6 separate regions of the Mus musculus genome follow, and regions 1, 2, 3, 5 and 6 are each linked to region 4. Evidence: chromatin contacts called from public HiChIP or PLAC-seq and promoter capture Hi-C data. All regions are on one chromosome and are shown on one strand. The core of a region is the stretch at or near the end of the contact, and the rest is flanking DNA. Distances in the headings are between cores, read along the strand shown. Region 1 holds the start of Rnf169 (ring finger protein 169). Region 2 holds the start of Coa4 (cytochrome c oxidase assembly factor 4). Region 3 holds the start of Ppme1 (protein phosphatase methylesterase 1). Region 4 holds the start of Inppl1 (inositol polyphosphate phosphatase-like 1). Region 5 holds the start of Pold3 (polymerase (DNA-directed), delta 3, accessory subunit). Region 6 holds the start of Mrpl48 (mitochondrial ribosomal protein L48).

Region 1 (3,021 bases), core at 125-2,624, 1.9 Mb before region 4:
GTAGGTATGTTGCTTAGGCTTGCACCAAAGAAGCCTAGGTCTCGGTTCATGTTACAAACGGAATTTTCTATCTCAGACTTCAGCACCAACAAGTGATGGGCTGCCGACGGTGAGAAAGGCAAAGGAGTTCAGGCCAAGAGTCCTACAACAGACCTTTAAGTTGCCAGCATCATAGATGAAACTTACATAGAAAGACAGAAAACAGCCCCCAGCCAAACCAATCTTTGTCTCCAAAACTTAAATCCCACCCAGCTTTCTTCATCAAGCACCACTAACGTTTATGATTAGTATTATCACCAAAATAGATGGCATTTATCTCATCCTGTGTGGCAAGCTCTGCGCTAAGCATGCATATATATATATATTTTTTTTTTTTTTTTCCCAAGATAGCATGAGAAAGAACTTCACACGAGAGCTCATCCTCAAAACCCACTCTGCTCTCAAGTCTGCAAAGCTCCCCCTGAGCCTGGGATATCCCACACCTCATTCTCTCCAGCCCTGGAAGACACATCCCTCCTAGACCGCGCGACCCCAAGCCCTCTGCCCAACACTGAAACAAGCGCTGCTGGGATCCTCCAGGGCCCCTCCCCCTCCACGCACCAACTTCAACATGCCCCTAACTTGTTCCAGGAATTGTTTCCTTCCAAACTTCTGACTTACGCAAGGCGCGGGGTCCCCTCACTGCCCCTCCAAATTCAACACGCGTACAGTTCGCTCCAAAGTTCAACCTTCACCAACACATACTGCGCCTGGGCAGAACCCGGTCGCGACCCCAGCAGAACTCTCCACACCCGCGGCAGCAGAGCCCGGGACCCTCCACCCCGCTCACCAGGCCAGACCCGGCGGCTGGGCCTGGCTGAAGCCCACAGGGGCGAGGGGAGGCTCCACCTGGCTCCGCGAGCGGCTCCGGCTCCGGCCTGGGCCCCGAGGCAGCCGCGCCCCCGTCCCGGCGCGGGCGGCAGGGTTCTGGCTGTCCACGACGGGCGCGCTCGCCCATCAGCTCCGCGGCGGCCTGGCCGTCGTCGCGCGCCCGACGGCGGGCCCAGCCCGAACCGCGGGGACGGCAGCGACGGCAGCCCGGGCCCGCCGCGCGCGAGGCGCAGCCTCGGCACCGCGAGTGGCTGCACGGCAGGGCCGCCACTTCCCCCGGGGTCTCCAGGCACCCGGTGCAGCCCGACTCCTCCGGCCGTGGCGCTGACCGCAACACTAACAACGCGGGGCTGGAGGCCGGGCCCGGAGCCCCGGCTTTCGCTGCCGCCATCTCGTCACAGCGGCCCCTCCGGCCCCGCCGACTCAGAGCTGCCGCGGCCGCAGCGGAAGAAGCCCGAGTGCTCGGACCTGCCGCCGCCATCTTGTTTCCCGTTTGAAGGGAGAGTCGGTTGCGGTGGGAGAGGAGTAGAGGGCGGGGCAGTGCGCGGCGGACAGCTATCTGCATATTCATGAGGGGGCGGGAACCTAGTCCGCCTGGGGATATTTCTCCTAGGGCCTTTCGCTTAGCAGGAGGAGACTGCTTATTAATATTTAATGATTATTCTTTATATATCTGGTCTTTCAGCCCGCCCTCCTGTTTTTGTAGTTTCTAGCACTGAATCTTGAGAGACTGAAAGAATTTATTTGGAATTTTTGAGCGACCCTGAACTTTATAAAATGAACTATAAATATGAGCTATCCAGAAACTTGTCGAAGTACTTCATTTGGTAAGGGCTTTCTCCTCGGGGCCATAGCAGCTTGTTGTGATTAGCATGAGGCCTATCATGACCAAAAGTCTTGAGTGATTGTTGAAATAACAACCTGACCAGCCCTCATTTCAGCCCCTCTCTCTCCACATCCCTTTATGAAGTCCCCTCCCTTGGCTGGGGCAAAAAAAAAAAGCATACTTTATTACACAAACCCTGCTCCTCAGATTACTTCTGTGTTTGATACTTAAATGTAGATACTCTTGTGTAAGCTTGTGCCTTTTCTTTTCTCAGTCTATATGACTCCCTGGTCTCCTCTTTTCTTCCCCATGAAAGCCCACACTAATATCTGCAGTTCAGAGTTATTGAATTTATCATTATGGATATCTGCATGCTCCGTGCACAAACCTAATGTCTCCATCCTTTCAAAACAGCCCTTATTTCCCACATTCTATTCACAGAACCATCTCAAGGGTCCTCACGCTCCCAGCCCAGGCATCTTTAACTTATAGTCTTGTCATTTTCTGGCCAAAATGGCTCTATTTCCAGCCTGTTCCCACCCACTTCTTCATTCCATAAGCCCACTGCATGATTTCTTTCTCCTCATCTCTTCACCTAGCTGGCAGCTGTGACTTCTGCAAACTGACCTGCCATCACACAACCCCTCTTCCTATAAGCTTTGTCCCATGGATCTTAGAGTTCATTCCTACCGGCCAGCTCTGACCACATCATTCCTGTTTAAGCCAGGGAGAGGTGTTGAGACTTTGCTGTGATTTTCCTTTCTGGATACAGAGGATTTAGGAAAAAGAATGGCTCCCCCTGATGGAAAGATGACTGTACTACAACAAGTCTCGGGGTGTTGCCTATTTATTTATTTATTTGTTTGTTTGTTTGTTTATTATTTTTACCTTAAGGTGCATTTGGACCAAGATGTTATCTTTATGGAAAATCACAGGCTTTGTAAAGACATTATTTTTAAGCAACTGTATGTAGAAGAAAGCATCTAGAAGCTCCAGGTTGTCATGAGAGTGTCCACAGTTGGTGGTAACCGATTCAAAGCAGAGTGATTAATCCAAGTTGGGGTGGGGGGGACTGGAGCCTTAGGATGAGAACCTGGAAGTAAAGGACAGACAGCAACTGACAAAGGGTCAGTGAGTAACTAAACATCATGTCCAGAGAGTCAGAGGCCCAGCCTAAGGCCCAGACAGCCAGAATACTGCCAGACACAGAAGTGAGTTCTTGGATGGGCTGTCCTTTATCCGGGCACTTGCTCACTTCCTACCCAGGGACATTTTACCTGGTTCTGACAAGGAAGGCTTGTGGTACAGAGAGTATGCTAGCTAGT
Region 2 (2,700 bases), core at 73-2,572, 1.3 Mb before region 4:
ATCTTGTTTACTGGTTATAAAGTAGAATTTTATCTTCTCTGATGACAGGTGAAAATCACCAGACATAGATATATGATAAATACACATATATGGTAAATACATATATAAGTACATATATGCTTGATGATCTATATGTATTTATCATAAATATGTGTGATGATCTTCACTTATCATAGTAAAGAACTAAGCTTCAAGGTTGGTCCCGGTGGCACACACTTGTCATTGCAACACTCGGAGAGCTAAGGCAGGAAAGCCACAAGCTTGAGGCCAGCCTGAACTACATATTCAAGGCTAGCTACTACACACAGTAGCTACTGCTACATAGTGAGACCCTATCCCCCCAAATACAAATAAAATACCCAAAACAAAACCAAAAATAGATACAAAACATAATAATGGTATGTGAAATGACAGATAATCAATAAAATGAGCTTTTCTCACAGAATTTAGGAAGGTTGATTGTGTGTGTGTGTGTGAGAGAGAGAGAGAGAGAGAGAGAGAGAGAGAGAATTCAATGGTCAGGAATGACACAGAATGCCATTCAGAGGTAAAAGAGGATTAGAGTTGTCTGGATATGGCTAGGTGCAATAACTCACTTTCCACCCTGAAGCCTAGAGAGATGGAAAGTTAAGAAAAGGGTCTCCAGGGAGCTTGTGTGCACTGTCAATGAAAGTGGGGAAGAGAAGGCAGGCAGAGTGAGGAAAGATCAATCCCTTGGCCCCTGCAAGATGGTTCCTGAGTAAAGTTGCCAGCCACCATACAACCTGAGTTCAAGACCAGGACCCACATGTTAGGACAGAATCAATTCTTGCTGTTCTCTGCTCTCCACACGTGTACCTCAACGCCACACATAAATACACAAATGTAAATAGAAAATGCCTCTTCCTTTCACTTCAGCAATTAGGGCATTCTAGATCCTAGTTATGGCATGGGACACACTGTGCATACATGTTTCTTTGTTTTACTTGGGAATGAAAAATGTCCCATTTGAAATTCCTTTTCTGGATCCTGTGCCCTTCAGCTTACTTGGCAACCCATGCGGTAACACTTCAGACATGGGTCCAGTCAGAGCTCTTGCTGATGAAAAGGCATAATGGCTACCCGCCTCCTCCGTCACTCTCAGGTGGCCTGGAGTCACCTGAGGGTGTGTACACAGTCTCTCAGAACGATCCAAGGTGCCTTCCCTAGGATCCGGTCTCCATTGGTCCGCTCCTTCCGCCCTTTCCCGGAAGAGGCGGGCTGAAGGCGGGCTCTACACGGAGAGTTCACCAATGGGAATTGCAGAGGGCTCTGTTCTTCCGCGTGTGTGCTCCCGCTGGGTCGGCTTCCTGCGGAGAGAACAGGGGGCGTCCTTATTGCCTACGAATCCCCGCGTCTGGGGCGGAACGCGCTCGCACGCTCTTCTGCACCTGCGGGTGAGCACTGCGCACGCATCCCTACACCGGATGCACAGTGGGGACGGCGGGAGTGCTCCTGAAACTGGGAGAGGTGCTTCAGGGGACTTGGATGCCTGTATTTCTCTCCTTCCTCTTCCTTGTCATGCCTTACTAGAAGGCCTTGCCAAGCTGTCAGGCATCTAGCCTGCCCTTATTTCTAAGCATGGGTTGAACTCATTTTATTCAAGGAGTACCGAGGACAACATGTATTGGACATATACTGCAGTGCTATTTACAAAGTCTACCTAGTGAATCTTAAAGCGATTTTATTTTGTGTGTGTGTGTGTGTGTGTGTGTGTGTGTGTATGATTTGTTGACGGCCCTACCTAATAATACAGGTCTCCAGGCAAAGACATTTACCCTTTTATTGTGCCTCCGTAGCGGTGAGGTTTATATAGAGAAGTGCTTAAATCGTCTTGTGACCTACCCCTTTTCCTCATGATAATAGTCTTAAACTCCTAACATGGGCTGCAAAGCTTTGCTGATCAATCATTTACTTATTTCTGCCAATTTTCATTTCCTGCTCTTCTGGTTTCTCCAGTTACTGAAGTGTTTTACGAGGCTGAGAATCAAATTCAATTTACTTTTCCACGTTGGACATTTGTACTACTACCAAACTACATTTTCAGCCCAGTCATCGAACTTGTGATTCCTCTCATGTGTCTACCTCTAGCCAGAAATAGTTTTCCCATGTTTGGCTAACTCATTCATCCTTGAGTTTCATCCTGGAAGTCAGGTTCTCTAGAAAGTCTTGACAGATTAGACCTGCCTCGTTTTCCCAGCTGTCTGTACATACTGTTGTAAACTTCCAGTTTACTTGCCTAGATTGTAAACTCCATGAGGGCAGGAATTGTCTCTAGCTTGGTCTTGTTTGTATACTCTTTTTTTTTTTTTTAAAGATTTATTTATTTATTATATGTAAAGTACACTGTAGCTGTCTTCAGACGTACCAGAAGAGGGCATCGGATCTCATTACGGGTGGTTGTGAGCCACCATGTGGTTGCTGGGATTTGAACTTCCGATCTTCGGAAGAGCAGTCGGGTGCTCTTACCCACTGAGCCATCTCACCAGCCCTTGTATACTCTTAATATAGTAGCCAACACACAACACAGTAACCACCTATTAATGAATAAGACAGAAAAGAGGCATTTAGCGCCTTTATACCCCGTCGTAACAAACTTTTTGCAAAGGTTGAAGTTATCTCTATTGAAGCCTTTCCTGAGTTCTCTCTTGCTGCATTCTGTAGGGTTCTCTCTTGCTGCAT
Region 3 (2,889 bases), core at 316-2,815, 1.5 Mb before region 4:
ATTTTTTTCTATTATAGATCATAACCTCTTGGATTCAGATTTTACCAATCATTTTAATAGCAGGACTCTCTCTCATCTCCTATACTCAGTCTTCACAGAACTGCATACATCTTTTCTTGCCTTTTGGTCAGTCTGTGGAAATTCTTGAAATATATCTACCAGCTTCTCTCTCCAATCCCAAATCCAACATAGGTCTCTTTTCTCTTTACCATCAGTAGTCCTCCAAATAGCCCAATGACTATCCAGTTCTCTCTGCCTTCCAGCAGCTCTTACTAGGATGTTCAACTATCACGATTTCTCCAGCAGGCAAGCATCCTATAACTATAAATGACACAGCCTGTCAGGGATCTAAATTTCTAAAGTTTCTTTCATTAGCTCAGCTTTTATATTGGGAGTGTAGCTCAGTGATGTGGCATTTATCTAGTTCTGGGTTCCAGCCTCAACACCACAAAAATTAATAAATGTTTCTAACCCACACACATAAGCACACACACACACTCAAGCCCTACTCCCTTTCCAGCAAACCATTTACTCCCATTTTATTGTTAAGTGGTTACTCCCAGTGCTTCACTAAGTCTAATTCTTAGACCAATAGATAGTTTCCCTCAGGTCCCATTTGCTTGGCAAAACAAAACAATTGACAAAATCTTCTTTGGTTTTCAGATTTTACCTCTCCAGTGCTTCCATTTAACAAATCCTACTCGAAATTATTTCTCAGTCTCTGGGATATCAGTGGTCACTGTTCCAAACTCAGCTGTCTTCCTCATCACACCCCCCCTATTTCCCTAGCCTCTGGGCTCACTCCCTTGATAACAGTCCCCTAGCCATGTTCTCTGTCTTTCCTTAGGCCTATTCTCCAAGTTTTCTGATTCACCCCCTCATTCTCTGAACTTGACTCTTACACTTCTGGAAACTTTCTCTAGAACCTTCTACTCCCTAGTCTTTGCCTCAGATGTTTTCTATAACCCTCAGGTAAAAACCTTCTTACTCCTGGCTCACTTACTTGATTCCCCAAACCCGTCAACTTTTCTCTCAGTCATTCCCTATTCCCCTCAACGATGCCAGATTTCTCCTCATCTCACTGATTCACTCTTTCTCCCAGACTCATCACTTCTAGAGTTGATTCCCGTCATCCCTTAGATTATCCTTTCATTTTCTCAACCTTGTCCTTATTCCCCTTCTCCAACAATGTTATCAGTCCTCCAGTGGACTACTCCCTTAGCGCCTCACCTAGTCCCCAAATCTACCTTCTACTCTATCTAAACACCTCCAGGCCAAGGCCAGCATTTCCTCCAATTCACAGCGTCCCTTCCCGTGGCACTCTGAATGCCCAGACACCAATCTCCAATGGCCTGGGCCTGGTCTCCTGGGAGAGTGGTACAAGTCACGTACCCCATCCGCATCTTGGCTCCGCTCTGACTGCCCCCGCTGCCGGGTAGAGGAGGGCGAGAAGGTAGGCGGCCGAGGTGCATGCTTTTTTCAAGGGCCGACATCAAAGGGAGGCCGCACGTCGACAACAGTGGCCCAAGGTCCGTCCCACGATACGTGCAGTACAACCGGTCACAGCTCTCTCCTCTAACGACGCCCAGTCGCCTTTGGACAGCAACCAGCCACCGGCAGCGCCGCCTACCGCCCACTGGCTCAGTAAGCCCCGCCCCCTCGCCGCAGCGCTTCCACCGGAAGTGCGCAACAGCCTTCGCACAAAGGAAACTGGGTAACGGAGTCTGCGGATCTCTCAGACTCCTATCAGAGAACTCGACAACCCTAGCAGGAAGAGACCTCTTGAAGGCAATGCATGCTGGACAATGAAGTCCTCAAATAGTGTATCAATTTGCGCTTGCGCAGATGCAGGTGCCCTGGTCCAACTTGGCCAAGGTAGGGAAGCAAAGCATCATGGGTGTTGTAGTCCATTTGCAGGGGCTCTAATTGGCGCCTTCTTTTGGCACCGCTTTCCGGGAACTGTTGGTGAAAGAGTGTTTCTTCCTGCGTCCCAGGCTTCCCAGCGGCGCCCGTTGCCGGGGAACGCAGGCGCCGTGGGAAGGGATGGCGGGAGCGTACAGCTTAGGAGCTGGCACCTGCGTTGAATTTGTGACGAAGGGCCCAGGCTCGGGATGAAACAACGGAAAGGCCAAGGGCCTGGGGGCGGCCGTGGGCGCAAAAAGAGAGGTAACTTTATTTCTTTAAGGTTGAGAAAAGCATAAAAGGGCTAAAGAATTCTAAGGAGACTTCCACCCGCTCCGGTTAAACAAAACAAAACAAAACAAAAGAGGACGGAAGAGAGACTAACTAGGGAACCAGAAAGTTAAGAGAATTTTTTTTTTTTTTAAAGAATGGAAAGGAAGTAGCGCCTGAGGGTCGATAAATGAGGCAAGTGAGGATTAATAGATACGGATAGGAGAACAACAAAATTAAACGTGCTCTTTTTACGACAGGGATACACGTATGTGTGTTAGAGGTATTCGGAGTAGGGGGAAGGGACATAACTCTGTCCGGAAAAACCTTAGATGGTGAAAGGGTGTGTGATAGAGGACATCGTGAAACCTGTAACCCAAGCTTACTCAAAAAGCAAATAAAACCACTTATATATATATATACCCTTCTACTTCTCTGATTTTTTCCTTGGGAAGCGATTGCGCTTCATAAGAATATACTGAGATCTCATCAGGAATCAATACAAGGAGTTTTTTCAACTAAAACAGTTTGTGTCCTGTAGCATGAAGAAAAAGATCTACCATAAAGCGCAGGGATAATTCGTTGAAATGGAAACATATGTGCATATATGGACTGCTCCTCACTTAGAATGACTTGAATCCAACTTAAATCCTCTTAGTTATCCAGCTCCTATAAGGGGGCCCTATGAACCCCAGGCTGGCCTTGAACTTGATCCGC
Region 4 (2,700 bases), core at 68-2,567:
TCACCCCACTACCACGATTGCCACCACAACCAAGGAACACTCGGCGTGTGCCCGCCCTACTCACAGGACGCAGAGTGCGAAGGCCCCCGCCACGCTCTCGCTATCTCGCACCAGGAAGCTGCCATCGCGGCCCGCCCGAGCCAGGAGCTCCTCCGCAGCAGCGCGGCTCAGGTCACGGTGATACCAGGCTGGGGCCGGGCTGCCTAGCGCACCCCCGGGACTCGGTGTCCCACACACTGAGGCCATGGCCCACGCAGGGCTCAGCGCCGCCGATGCCTGCCGCTCCGCGCCATCCGCCCGGGGAAGCTTGAAGTCGAGGTTGGGCCCGGGTCCCGGGACTAAGGATCCACCAGCCCGAGAGAACCCAGTATGTGGGTTCCACGCTTGGCCGCGCCAACCGCCTGGATCTCCGCGCAGCCGCCGCCGCCCGCAGCGCCGGCCTCAACTTGAAGAGAAAGAAAAGTTTGTTCAGAGGCGGCGGGGGAGGGGCGGGAACGGAGCTAGGAGCTGGCCGGTCCCCTCCCCCTCCACTCGGCCCAGAGCCCGGGCCGCCCCTGCCCCCAGCCTCTCTCGGCAAGGACGATGCTCCGACAGCCCTACAGGACCCGCAAGACCAGCACCTCCCAAGTCCCACAATTATTTTGTCCCCCCACCTCAAGAAGATCCAGTTCCCCGGTACCCGCTCCGGGACAACTTGTGAGTCCAAGTTCTCGCTGGTGAATTCAATCCTTCCAACGATTCGCAATGAGATGACCCCTAATCCCTATGCAAATCTGATTCTACTACACACATCTCTTCTACTCGGCACCCCCACAGCCTTGCGGGATCAAGGTTCGGAAAGCAAGGCTCCAGGATAGACATCCACAACTACTACAACATCCAAGAGAACAAGTTCTCGTAACTCCTATAAGGTCAGAGGCCCCTTCAGACCTGAACCCCCCAAAACGATTCCTGACACATCCCACAAGATCCCAAAGAGATCCGATACCCCACCCCACACATACGCGCGCGCTCGAGGTGCCTTTCACGCACCGGTCCCCGCAGGCCCTCCAGCCTGGCAAAACCCTTCCCCCATCTCCACCAAATTGCCTGGCACCACGCCCCACACCCGCAGGCCCAGGTTTTGCAGTCCCAGACCAGGAGGACCCCCTCGACTACCTAGAAAAAAAGTTCCCTCAAGTCTCAGAGCCTCAACTACCGAACGCAGGCCCCACCTCTAGGGCGACTCGGGTTGACTCCTAGCCCGGGGAAGCCTCCCTGGACTCCCCGCGGCCACTTAAGATGGCCATCCGCCGCCACCGCGCACCCCGCGCCTTCCGCCCCGCCCGCGCCCCGCCTCGTCCGCCCGCGTCCCGGTCTCCGCCGCACGCCCGCAGAGTGACCTCGGGACAGCCTTGGCTCTTCAGTGCGCCCGAGCTTCTCGCTTTCGATAACTGGGGTAACGTTACGAGGGCGGGCTCATTGGGGCTCTGCCTGTAAAGCTCAGGGCCTGGCATGCAGCGTGCGCTCCGGGACGGCGGCTATTTTTATTATTAATTAAGGAGTAACGAAGGTGACAGCTGTGTAAACTGTAAAGCGCGACTGGGGACTGAACGGGTATTATTAGCACCGCCCCCGCTCCGGCTACTCCCTCCAAATCAACAAACTTGCGCTTCCGTGGGCCAGGTGCGAGCAGGGAGCTCCTAAGACTCTGGCTGCTAAGACCTCCCATCCACCGACCCCTGGGGCGGAAAAGGGGACCCGGCGGGAGAAGACGGGGCGGAACCCAAACAGGGCTTTGGCCCGCCCTATTTCCCCCCTAAAAAAAGACCTGGATGGTGGTGGCGTCTCCAAGGATTTCTCTTCCTGCCCCGCCCCTCTGCCCCCTGGCTCCTTAAAGGCGCAGGCCTCTAGCCGCTTGCCTACAACCACCAACTCCTAGAGTCTGTCAGGAGCATCCCTTTAACCTGGGAGAGAACTTTCGCTCTGGTAAATTGAACCTGTTGACCGAGCCTGGGGTCAACCCTGAGGAGTTTCCCTCTGTTTAGAGGATAAGCCAATTTGCATTGGCTTAACCCATCTAGAACAAAGCCTGGGACGTGACGGGTCTGTAGGGACCTTCCAGAACAGATAAATACAAAAACAGAGATCCTCCACCCACCTACCTGTTTCTCCTGGTCCTGCCAGGGCTTAAATAAAGTAACATCCTCCAATCTGTACCCAGCTCCTCCCGCCGGGAATGGAGGACGCCCACCCCAGATCCCGGGGGTGTGCAGTGGGGTCTTACTTTCCTATGCCTGTATTCCCGACCCACAGGAGGCAGAAGCAAATGGAACTCTACCTAGTTGTAAGCCAGCTTCCTTGGTCTAGACTTCCAGCCCATCCAAGACTACATAAGAGATGTGGCCTCAAAGAAAGAAAGGAGAACGAGTTGGAGAAAAGCTGTCACGACCCTCCAAAATCAATATATTTACAGCTTCCTGAGAGGACGGCGATGCTAAAGACTGTGTCATTGGGGTGAGATGGCTTAACAGGTAAAGGCGCTTTTGCCAAGTTTGAAGACTTTGAGTTGAACCCCAGGGACCCATGTGGTGGAAGGAGAGAGCTCCTGCATGTTGTCCTCTGACTTCCACACCTGTGCCAAGTCATCCATGCAGCCCACACACCTAGGCACACACTCAGAATAAACACAAATACAATTTAGCCGAAGGCTAGAGGGTG
Region 5 (2,700 bases), core at 172-2,671, 1.7 Mb before region 4:
TGAGTTCAAGGCCAGCCTGGTCTACAGAGTGAGTTCCCAGGACAGCCAAGGTTATACAGAGAAACCATGTCTCGAAAAACAAACAAACAAAAAGAGCCTGGGTTTGATTTGTTGGATTCGTACGGTGGAATGAGAGAACTGGTCCTCTGACATCCATAATTGTGACATAGCACAATTATGTGTGTGTGTGTGTGTGTGCGCGCGCGCACGCGCATGACACTAAACATAATAAGAAAAGTCTTAAGAGTCTACAAAGCCAAGCCAAAGATTATTTAGCTCAAACTCCTTGTCTTACTTAAAAGCTCTCTGACCCTCTTGTCTTTAAGAAGCTACCTAAAACTATCCTAAAATTTATCTAAAACCTAGCATTACTTGAAAGCACATAACCCAGGAACTTCTCAGTAAATTTGCAACTATTCAAATGTTAAGAGGAACAGGTGGTGTGGGAATCAAAAAAAAAAAAAAAGAGAGAGAGAAAAATGGATAAATGTAGTATGGGGTAATTTCAAGAACTAGGGGCATCGAGCCTCCATCCTTCCCTGACCCGGTATGTCTGTTGTTTCTTCCAAAGCTAAACGATGCACTCCCAATAAGAGGACTAATAAAGATTGGTCAGAGGCAGAGTGGCAGACAGAGGCAGAGGGGAAAGAGACAGACCTGGGATTCAAGAATTTATCTATCCAGCCCTAATGGCCCTTGACGCGTTTATACACGTCATTTGACCCTTGGCTAAATCCCACTTCTAGGGATAACACAAAAGCCTGGAGGACCCGGGAGGTGTGAGTCGGTGTACCAAACTGTGTCCATGGGCTCACAGCAGCAAAGGTCCATCACACCCAAGTCTCTTCATTTTTACGCTAGCCCGAGGAGGTGGGTCAAGCTGCTTTCAATATTTAAATTTCCAGGAAGAGGAAACTGTCTCTGGTGGGTAAAGCACCAGGCAGTCGCCTATGAAAGTCGGCCAGTCTCAACTGTCTTGAGGGGCCACCACCCGACAGAGCAGGGAAAGGAAGCCTCACGAACCCCGCTGGCTTCCCAGGCTCCACGCCCCCGGACCTCACAATCCCGCCCAAGGCCCCGGGGCTTGGGCGCGCGCCAGAAGCTCTGCCCGCAGGGCGTGTCTCCCTACGCGGGTTTCGCGGTGACCAGTGGCCACCTCAGCCGGTCCCCGAGAAGCCACAGGCACCGGGGGTCGCGACCCCTCGCCGACCGGGCAGGCCCAGTCCCCCGCACACCCGCCTCGCACGGCCCCGCCTTCCCCACCCCCGTGGTCCTAGCTCCTCACGATCTTGTTCTGGTCCGTGACGAACTCGTCTATGTTTTCTAGATACAGCTGTTCCGCCATGGTGGTGCGGCTTCGAGCCCCGCGCTCAACCCGCCCCAGCCGTAGCTCCCGCCGGCGGGAAACAGCTTCGCTCACTCTCGGGTCACAGGTCGTCTCCCAGGGCAACCAAGGCGCCGCGCTACGGCGGCGGGTGAGGGCCAAACTAGTGAGAGGCCAGCCAGGGCTGATGTAGGGGGAAGTTGGAGCGAGACCGACCGGAAGTGAGGCGCGAGCCCGTGGTTGTCGGTGTGCACCTGAGAACGTTGCGATTTCTCTGCTACCACAAGTAGACTGACTCATAACCTTATATTTCACCGCTGGGGGCGGGGGAGTGCTGTGGCCAAGAGTACACATGGAGCCTACATTGTAAAGGAGAGGGAGGAGGGGGAAGAGGGGGAGGAGGGGTGGCTTAAAAGAGTTGGTGTCAGGCGTGGTGGTGCAAAAGCAAGCAGATCTTTGTGAGCTGAAGACCACCCTGTTCTACCCATGGAGCTCCAACCTAGCCAGAGCTACCAAGTAAGAGTCACTAGATTAGGGACATGATCTTTGGGTCAACCAGGAGTTTCCCGGAAGATGTGAAAAGACTGGGGAAAAGAGCAGACGAGAAATCAAATCATTCTATTTGGCTGGAGTTATAAGTGAGACGATACACATAAAACCTTCAAGCTGTGCTCACCACGATCACACTAATAATAGCTGGTAACTGTGTTGTTACACGACAAACATATTGAGCAAGTGCTTTGAAAATGAAATTTCATTTAGTCTCATAGAAACCCAGCAAATGCATTGTGTGGTTTTCATAGAGAATCATAACAGATGCCTGTAAATAAACCCAAGATCATGTCAAAGAGATTACAGTTGTGTCTACAAATACACTGAAAGGTTTTAGGGTCAAAAACAAATCAGAGAAGAGTATCCCTTGGAATTTTCCCTCCCACGAATTAAGAGATGAAGAAAGTCTTTTAGTTTCATGTATATTCCCCAGATATATCACAATTACTTACTTACTGAGTAACTAGCATGTGGTGGGCATCTCTAGCAGTGACCCTAATCCTCAAGTAGTCTTGTTAGATTTTATTATCCCTTTATACACACACACACATACAAAAGATGAGGTCCCATCATTTCAAACCACCTTCATGTTGTTCATGGGAAGAGTGACTAGGAAACAACTGCAAGGACTTTGAGACAGGGTTTGTGTAAACAAAAACTATTTTAAGTATGATCTTGGGGCCAATGAGATAGCTCAGTGGGTAAAGTGCTTGCAGCACAGACCTGATGACCTGAGTTCAGTCCCAGGGAGCCACATAAAGATGGCAGGAGAGAACTGATTCCTTGGAGTCATCCTTTGGTCTCCACACACCATGGTACATGCA
Region 6 (2,700 bases), core at 27-2,526, 1.3 Mb before region 4:
TCCCAAGTTCTATGATTAAAGACACTACCCCAATTCCTGGCTTTGTTAGATGATGGCCTTAGTGCCAGGTTTCCATGGATTCTTCTGCACTATTGCAAATTATATTCCTTGCATACTGATCTTCTCTTCCTTCCTTGGAAAGAAGATAAATAGAACCAGAGAATAGAATGGAATGTTGAAGTTTATTTCTATTATCTTTGCAGCAGACCTGTTATCACAAATTGGCTAAAGAGAACTAGTGGGTCCCTTCATGAAGGATGGGATGAGAAACTCAAATTTAGAGACATTCAAGGGTAGTCCCACATCCAAAAATGGCAATGACCATATTGATTTATACATACATTATGGTGATAAAGTCTCTATAATTAATGCCTGGAATAAAACCCCAATACGAAGAGAACAGGAACAACAACAACCTAAGCAATATGACACAAGTGGAAAAGACCAACTGAGATCTGGTAACTTTGTTAAGGGAAGAGAAAAACAAGGACCAGATTTAAGAATGGTAGTGTGGCTTGGGGTAGTGATGCGTACTTGTTATCCAAGCACTGGGGGGAACTGATGCAGGAGACTTGTGTCATGAGCAGTCTGGGCTACATGATGAGACCTCGTCTCATAAAAGGAAAGAAGGCTCACCTGGTTCTGCAATAGTCTCTTAATATTTTGGAAGCCAAGAGTAACAAAACGAAATGGTTGGTTCGCTCGGTTTTATGAAATGCTCTCAAATAAGATTTTGTAAGCAAAAGTGTAATTTATCATTATTGTATTCCTCTTATCACCGAGTAACTTCATTCACATCCCAACCACTTCAGCGAGGATTCTCTTAAAAGATGATTAAATGTAAAAAGTAGATGACCTGCCCAAGGTCAGACAATTTAAGGGGACGATATTCCGTGTGTGGGGACTCTCCCTTTCCTAGGCACGAGGCAGCGAGGGTGACAAGTGGAGGGGGCGTGGCACGAGACTGGCAAGCTCGCCCTGGGCCGGGGAAAGAATTGACAGTGAGGCGCCGCAGGGACTGCTGGGAAAGGCCTGTTCGCAGAGTCCTAGGCCTAAACGTCCGCACGCAAACACCTTCCAGCTCTGCTTTCCCTTCCGCTTTCCTCAGCTCCCTACGTGCGTGGAATCTGCGTTACCTTTCCCAGGGTTCCGCTCATTCTCGACCACAGCGGCTTCTGAGCAAACCGAAGATCCACCCTAGCAATCACGACCCCAGGCGTCTGGAAACAGGGCCGGAAAGGTCTTCATCACGTCCGTCCACCAAATCCTACCGAGACGCTTTCTGCTCACGCAGCATCTTGGTTCCGGAAGTTTTTAAAACCCAAGGGATAAAACTCTCCCCAGATTCCACCCTCACCCCAGCTCCTGTCACCTTCCCTGTGATTTCTCTGGGCAGTATGGATTGCCGTCTTTGTTACCGAGTGCTTTTCACATAATTTTGGTATCTCACCTATGAGACTACATATTATTTAATGTCTCTCTTCTCTATTTTGATTGAATTCCTTTAGGACACAGATCCTGTCTGGTTAATTTATTCCAGCGTCTCGTATGCAAATCTTGACTTGTTACCTCGACTTTGGAGCTGATTAACCCCAGGTGAACTTTCCTAGCGTTCCATATCCTCATAGTAATTAAGAATAATTATCTTTTATTGAGAGGCCATGATGTGCAATACTTTTCGTTCAGTAGCTCACAGTTTTTTTTTTCTTTTTTTGTTTTTGTTTGCTTGTTTGTTTGTTTTGGTTTGGTTTTTTGAGACAGGGTTTCTCTGTAGCCCTGGCTGTCCTGGAACTCACTTTGTAGACCAGGCTGGCCTCGAACTCAGAAATCAGCCTGCCTCTGCCTCCCAAGTGCTGGGATTAAAGGCATGCACCACCAAGCCTGGCTTCTTCTTCTTCTTCTTTTTTTTTTTTTATTAGATATTTTCTTTATATACATTTCAAATTTCAAATCTATCCTGAAAGTTCCCTATACCCTCTCCCCGACCTGCTCCCCTACCCACCCACTCCCACTTCTTGGCCCTGGCATTCCCCTGTACTAGGGCATATAAAGTTTGCAATACCAAAGGACCTCTCTTCCCAGTGATGGTCAACTAGGTCATCTTCTGCTACATATGCAGCTAGAGACACGAGCTCTGAGGGTACTGGTCAGTTCATATTGTTGTTCCACCTATAAGGTTGCAGACCTTCAGCTCCTTGGGTGCTTTCTCTAGCTTCTTCATTGGGGGCCCTGTGTTCCATCGTATAGATGACTGTGAGTATCCACTTCTGTATTTGCCAGGCACTGACATAGCCTCATATGAGACCAGGGTCCCTTCATCAAAATCTTGCTGGCATATTCAGTAGCTCGCTTTATTCCTCACAAGCCTCCCGGAGAGAAACTGCTCGATTTTACAGACAAAGGTCTCTCAGGGTAGACCAGGCTGGCTCTGAATTTGTATTTGCCTCCAAGGTGCTTTGATAACAAGCTTAGGCCACTACACTCAGCTACCAACTATTTAATTAGCAATACCTTTTGCCAGTCCTTTGATGGAATCCTGGGAACACAAAAATGAATAGCTTGTGGTTCCTGCCCTTAAATGGCACATTTAAATCATTACAGAGCAATAAGAAATTCATGTCACCAAGATAGGCATATAAACTCTGTGTACAGAGGGAGTACCTGAGGCATACAATAAAGTCAGCATTGGGTGAAATAACG

The links. Promoter capture Hi-C pulls out the DNA fragments that hold promoters and counts their contacts. HiChIP or PLAC-seq counts read pairs in DNA pulled down with a chosen protein or histone mark. Capture Hi-C pulls out chosen DNA fragments and counts their contacts.
Region 1: a contact with region 4 is called in a promoter capture Hi-C map of adipose tissue, with 5 times the contacts expected there. The contact joins the promoter of Rnf169 here to the promoter of Inppl1 in region 4. A contact is called at or near these places in 2 of 39 promoter capture datasets (cranial neural crest and pre-B cells) and 1 of 9 other capture datasets (adipose tissue).
Region 2: a contact with region 4 is called in a FOXA1 HiChIP or PLAC-seq map of pancreatic cancer cells. The contact joins the promoter of Coa4 here to the promoter of Inppl1 in region 4. A contact is called at or near these places in 3 of 39 promoter capture datasets (liver and pre-B cells) and 1 of 115 datasets of contacts at active chromatin or transcription factors (pancreatic cancer cells).
Region 3: a contact with region 4 is called in a promoter capture Hi-C map of adipose tissue, with 2.7 times the contacts expected there. The contact joins the promoter of Ppme1 here to the promoter of Inppl1 in region 4. A contact is called at or near these places in 4 of 39 promoter capture datasets (embryonic stem cells, liver and pre-B cells) and 1 of 9 other capture datasets (adipose tissue).
Region 5: a contact with region 4 is called in a promoter capture Hi-C map of liver, with 3 times the contacts expected there. The contact joins the promoter of Pold3 here to the promoter of Inppl1 in region 4. A contact is called at or near these places in 3 of 39 promoter capture datasets (liver and neutrophils).
Region 6: a promoter capture Hi-C map of liver shows a contact between it and region 4, with 4 times the contacts expected there. The contact joins the promoter of Mrpl48 here to the promoter of Inppl1 in region 4. A contact is called at or near these places in 3 of 39 promoter capture datasets (liver and pre-B cells) and 1 of 9 other capture datasets (liver).

Annotation. Positions count from the first base shown.
Region 1 is chr7:99,979,084-99,982,104 of GRCm38.p6, forward strand. Rnf169 (ring finger protein 169) reads right to left here and starts at 1,375. Exons shown (of 6, transcript NM_175388.3): 1 at 889-1,375. The coding sequence starts at 1,351.
Region 2 is chr7:100,535,778-100,538,477 of GRCm38.p6, forward strand. It overlaps Coa4 (cytochrome c oxidase assembly factor 4), which reads left to right and starts at 1,323. Exons shown (of 2, transcript NM_183270.2): 1 at 1,323-1,415. It overlaps Gm39058 (a long non-coding RNA gene), which reads right to left and starts at 1,342. Exons shown (of 2, transcript XR_869836.2): 1 at 1,027-1,342.
Region 3 is chr7:100,370,331-100,373,219 of GRCm38.p6, forward strand. Ppme1 (protein phosphatase methylesterase 1) reads right to left here and starts at 1,566. Exons shown (of 14, transcript NM_028292.2): 1 at 1,393-1,566. The coding sequence starts at 1,493. It overlaps C2cd3 (C2 calcium-dependent domain containing 3), which reads left to right and starts at 1,903. Exons shown (of 33, transcript NM_001017985.3): 1 at 1,903-2,166. The coding sequence starts at 2,112.
Region 4 is chr7:101,836,507-101,839,206 of GRCm38.p6, forward strand. Inppl1 (inositol polyphosphate phosphatase-like 1) reads right to left here and starts at 1,318. Exons shown (of 29, transcript NM_001122739.1): 1 at 1,215-1,318; 2 at 65-445. The coding sequence starts at 246. It overlaps Gm10602 (a long non-coding RNA gene), which reads left to right. Exons shown (of 2, transcript XR_003946663.1): 1 at 1-911; 2 at 2,296-2,700.
Region 5 is chr7:100,120,079-100,122,778 of GRCm38.p6, forward strand. Pold3 (polymerase (DNA-directed), delta 3, accessory subunit) reads right to left here and starts at 1,422. Exons shown (of 12, transcript NM_133692.2): 1 at 1,286-1,422. The coding sequence starts at 1,345.
Region 6 is chr7:100,581,854-100,584,553 of GRCm38.p6, forward strand. Mrpl48 (mitochondrial ribosomal protein L48) reads right to left here and starts at 1,277. Exons shown (of 8, transcript NM_198831.3): 1 at 1,137-1,277. The coding sequence starts at 1,157.